Regions from separate parts of the Triticum aestivum genome. Here region 1 is linked to region 2. The links are chromatin contacts, called in public Hi-C maps. All regions are on one chromosome and are shown on one strand. The core of a region is the stretch at or near the end of the contact, and the rest is flanking DNA. Distances in the headings are between cores, read along the strand shown. Region 1 holds the start of LOC123089829 (heavy metal-associated isoprenylated plant protein 39). Region 2 holds the start of LOC123094043 (remorin).

The links. A called contact is a pair of places that touch in the nucleus more often than the background predicts.
Region 1: a Hi-C map of leaf shows a contact between it and region 2, with 2.8 times the contacts expected there. The contact joins the promoter of LOC123089829 here to the promoter of LOC123094043 in region 2. A contact is called at or near these places in 2 of 5 Hi-C or Micro-C datasets (both in leaf).

What each region holds. Positions count from the first base shown.
Region 1 is chr4B:668,023,317-668,026,016 of IWGSC CS RefSeq v2.1, forward strand. It overlaps LOC123089829 (heavy metal-associated isoprenylated plant protein 39), which reads right to left and starts at 1,422. Exons shown (of 3, transcript XM_044511401.1): 1 at 1,217-1,422; 2 at 981-1,059; 3 at 1-319. The coding sequence starts at 1,225. The coding sequence ends at 87.
Region 2 is chr4B:667,824,419-667,827,118 of IWGSC CS RefSeq v2.1, forward strand. LOC123094043 (remorin) reads right to left here and starts at 1,370. Exons shown (of 5, transcript XM_044516123.1): 1 at 880-1,370; 2 at 1-25. The coding sequence starts at 1,003.

The sequences.
Region 1 (2,700 bases), core at 172-2,671, 200 kb after region 2:
CAGATGTCAAAGACTTTTTGTTGTTGCTGCCGTTTGCGTGGTGGTGTTGTGTTTCTCCTTCTACCTCCTTCTGCAATGGGTTGCTTTCACTTCTTGTCGGCCTTCTTGTCGTCTTTCTTCTCCTCTTTCTTGTCATCCTTCTTCTCCTCGCCCTTCTTCTCCGCAGCCGGTGCCGGCTTCTTCTCCTCCTTGGCCGGGCCGACCGAGACGATGTCGATCTTGCCGAGCTTCTTGAGCCTCTTGGCGATGGCTACGGTGTCCATGGCGCCGATGACGGTCATCTTGTTGTCCTTGAGGTCCGCGGCTATCGAGTCGATACCTTCAACCAACCACGAGTAGAAAAATTAAAAGGAATGAGTTCATTCATGCTGGTTGATTGGTTGTATCTGCACTATGATTAGATGCAACAAAACTATATATGCTCATTGATTAAGCTATAGAAATCATGTTCATTGATTGATTACACCTCTTTTTTTTAGAATCCATTTATTGATTTGAATCTGCGCTATGATTACAAGCATATTATAGTGTGAGGATTTTGACCTTTTGTGCGAGGATCTGACCGAAGAGATCTCGGGTCATGCCCACCCACTCACAGTATACGAAGGACAGAGGAGGAAAGGACCCATGTGTAGTTCTACCAACTTGGCTCATCAAACAAACACAAGAGTAAAGCCATTTTCGTACTATGGTACAGGCATGCATGTAGCTTATGGCCCTACAGATTGACTTACCTGCCCAGCCACGTCTGATCAGGCATCGCGATCGAATATCGCATTATCGCCTAGCAATAATTCATGCATCCTTGCGAAATTCAGCTATGGTTCCAGAAATACCACAAGATGGAAAGATGAACTGACGATGAATGGCCGGGAGCCGGGAAGCATGGGAGGAGATTTTTCTGCCCCCTTCCTTTGTGAGATTCAAAAGATCAATCGAAGCAGCAACGGGAGGAAAATTCATGGGGTGCGCTTACGTACCGTAGATGTCGGCGACGGCCTCCATGGCTTTCTGCTTGGTCTTCTCGTCGGTCATGGTGGGAATCCTCAGCACCACCTTCTACATGCAGCACAATCAAGGAAGCGAGCAGTGAACAAACATTTCCCCAGGAGTATGTTCTCGCTCCCAATACTCATGGATTTCACTGACGCCATGATCGACTTAACATGCTAAAACTGAAGGAATCGAGGGAGAAGACACTCTCAAACTGGCGTACCTGGGCCATCTGGCAGGAGGGGAAAGGCCGGCCGGGAGAGACTCAACTCAAGAGGGACAGGAAACAGTGGGAACTTGTGAAGAGTGTGTGTGTGTGTGTGTGTGTGTGTGTGTGTGTGTGTGTGTGTGTGTGTGTGTGCGTGTGATGACGATGTTCTCCATGTCCATGGGGGAGGCTCTTCTTATACTAGAATGTTCGGACCTGATGGTGATCGGGTGAAGTGTCAACTTCGTGTGGAACGCCGAACGATCTGCAGCACATCCAACAAAACCCAAACCCAAAGCCGCCCGCATATACAAGGTGTTTCCCACACGGCCGGACACCCTCCAGTTCAGGAACTATCCGAGCTGGATTACATACAGGAGCATGGTTATATGCTTCTGTTCTCTTTCTGGTGGTATGACAAACACGTCGGTTTATTACCACATGGTGGTAGGCCTACAATTCTGTCTTGATTTGTATCTTGTACCACATGACAGACACGTCGGTTTCGCAAAATGAATTTAACCTTAACTCGTCACGTCGTATACACGATGGGGACTTTAATAATATGGTTGCATGCATCATTGCGATGCCGAGGCCGGGGTATTCCTCCTTTTTCAAAAAAAAAGAAACTCGTCTCATCATTATGTTACCCGGTGGAGTCAATATACGCGGCTCACATATCACATCTTGCCACAGTTGATTTTTTTTTATACGAATGCCTTCATGGCTAGCTTTTATTAACTTAAATCACACCTACATCGTCTACTCATTAAGATAAAATAAAACCTGGATGTGTATCCGATCACAACATCGGTGGATTAGACCTCCCAAAACTAGCTAGCTCATGGGCAACCATGTTCGACTATACAATGTTCAATAAAGACCTTCCCGAAATTCGCAAGTAGACTTCGACATTCATTGAGGATCGGTGCAGCCCACCAACGAGTAATCCTCGTTTCCATTCAATGCATCAACCATAGTCACGTTATGAGTTTCGACAACCACCTTCTCACATCCCTGACTGAAGGAGCAAAAGTCTTTGACATGGCGCTTCCGATTCAACAGTAACCACGTCAGCTACATGTTCCGTTCCAGCAACAGCTGCTGGAGTAAAGTCTCTAGTATGATCACGAATGACAGCTCCACAAGAACCACCGTTATCATCATCAGAGAAAGACGCATCGACGTTAAGGATTAGGAAACCAGACAATGGTTTCTTCAAGTTATTCCGGAGAGTAGTTGTCTCTATTTTCCTTGGTGTGCCAACATGGGAACCTCAGTTGAATTTCTAATACTCCTAGAAAGTGAGCTGGCTGGAAAAAGAATGATCACATCGGAGCGTCGTGGTCATGTTACCCGATGGAGTCGATATTCGCCATGAAGTCGAAGCAGCCGATATGAAGAACAAAGCCGTTGTGGCCACCTCCCGCATCCAAGACGCTCGTTGATGCTTGGAACGCATCCAAGGCCAAGTCGAAGCAGCCTAACTAAGTCCCTCT
Region 2 (2,700 bases), core at 120-2,619:
GATGAACCTCTTGTACCTTCAGCATCTGGGGAAAAGGAAGAGAGATGTCAAGAATTTTCAGCAAATTATTGCAAGTCGTTTGCAAATGATGATCTGGATTGCTTAGTGTGGAACCACTGTGACTACTTATTAGGTTGTTATTCGTCACAGTGCTTAACAATCAATACAAAGGGGCAAATTTTGCACCGTCACATATTGCTTCCTCTTTGAGGAATCTTGAATTTGCTCTCCTTTAAATTCATTGCTTGGAAAAGGGGAAATTGTGCTTAAAAATCCTTTACAGAGAGAAGAATTCAAGTAAAAACAACGGTTAGTGGTGTTATCTCATACAGAATCATGATTGGAGTTGGACTTATGGGAAGTGTAAATTAAATGAGAGGACCTAGTAAACATAGACCAAGTAAAACCATATGAACCGGTAAGATGAAGACAAACCATATAGTATATATAAAAGAAATTCAGTGTTCATCTACCAGCTAGCTAGAGCAAATAAAACCATGACAAGTGGTGAGACAAAGATAAAACGTATCAATAGATAATTACTCTCCGTCTCTCTGATCATCTACCAAGAGCCTGTCGACCAATTTTTATTTTTATTTCACAGTATGAATTTTAATTGAAACTGGTTCACTTCTAATTTCACAGTATGAACTGAGAAGCAGGAACAAGATTTTCCAGAGCTACAAAGAAACTTTATGCACGTAGTATATGACAAGAGGATTCTAATTAAGAAAAAGCATCTCATATGGCAAGGACAATAATATACTAGTACTACTCCAGCTGGTACAGCTAGGCATGGAGATGGATGGACAGGCAGACAGGGGCCCTTGCCGGCCGATGATTGAGCTGTAGAAACAAGGGATATAGTTGGGTACGTACCCTTGACGACGGCGACGATGGCCTTGGAGTTGTCGGGCACGGGCACGATGGCCTTCTCCTCGGCGATGTCCTTGGTGGCCGTGGTCGTCTCCACCTCCACCTTCTTCGCCTCCTCAGCCGCCATCTGCTCTGCTCGGGTCGCTAGCTTCGAGCTCGATTCGACCAAGAAAAGGCCTCGGCGATCGAGATCTAACAAGCAGCAGCTAGCTTATAAGCAGCTTATAACTCGCTGGGTGGTGTGTATGGAAGAAGATGTAGGCTTATGTTCTCTTCTTCAGCTGATGGATCGGCGGGCTATATATGATCTGCGGGGAGGAGAGAGAGGGGGAAGAAAGGTAGACGGCGGGAGAGATGGGTTGAGAGTGGCTAGCTATCGTTATATCATAATCAATATATGGTGGCTTGGCTAATTGATTAACGAAAAAAATGTAGAATCAAGTGCTGTTCCAGGCTGGGTTGGGCCGGGTTCGCCAAGCAACAATATTGATATTCATGTCACACACACGCATAGCCGTGCTGTTCATTCGTCCTGGCTGTCGTTCACTGTTGGCCTATCGAATTGAAGCTTTTGTCCAAGTTTTGCGTGTGCTGGCCGAGGAAGAGAAATAATTGAGGCAGCGGAATCGAGATACTAGGTGGCAAGGTAGCGAGGAGCGCACCGGTACGGCGTTGGTGGCGGGTGCGTGTCAATGGCGTCACGGCAACTCATCTCAACTCTCCCTCCGGTGGCAATGGCAACGAAGTACGTACGTACGTACCAACCATCGCCGTCGTCGGGGTGGGGGTGGGGATGGGGATGGCCTGCTCGGGTGGGGATGGCGATGACAGCCGCCAACTCGGGTGTTCCAGGGTGCCATATGGCCCCCTCCACCGCACCGTACCGCACGCACGCACCACTTGTATGGATACCACCTGGGCCGCCTTGATACGTTTGCACAGTAGACACATTATGATGGATACTACATCAGTAGAGCATCTGCACCCGGTCCCCTTAGACCCTTCTCATGTTGAAATATATTGCCCGTCCCTCTTCATCCGTTCGGACTTTTAGATGAGTTAGCTCGAGCATGAATTCAACATGACATCTGAGCCAAGAGTCTTGAGTTCAAGACCCGCCAACGTAGTACTAAAACAAAAAAATCGACTAAATTACCCACAATGTGAGGCGGAGTGTTGAAATATATTGCCCGTCCCTCTACATAAGTTCAGACTTTTGGATGAGTTGGCTGAAGCGCTATTGAGAGAGAAGGAAAAGACGGTGACGTAGACTCAGCCGACCTGTCATATCATCTCTATACGTCCGGACCGGATTGTCCACAAAATATAAGGAGAATACAGGGTTCGTAGACGTTTACGGGCCGAATTTGCTGCAGTGCACATGCTCTTAGCGACGGGAACCTTTTTTGTCGATAAGCTTGCCTTTTCGCTCTCATGAGAATCATCTACGCATGATTAGTTTTTAGAGGATATTTAGCCAGCCAGCCAGGTAGTTAGTGCTAGTTGCACCAAACTAACAATGCAGCACTATCTGTCAACCTTTTTCCTGATACTCCAGCTAGCTAGTTGGTTAGAATTAACAAACATATACGTACTAGTATATACTATATGCCTTATGGCTTAGCTAGTGCATGCCGCCTGGATCATTACCCAGCTGTGCTGCTCTCCTCGCTTTCTCCAAAGTGACCAAATATACTCCCCATCCATGAACATGATTGCCGTATCCCCTAAACAAATTGACCAGCCCAACACATTATATAAGATAATTAAGCACCCAGGGAAAGCGTCGGTACATCTCTACGTGCGTACCTACGTGAGACGTGA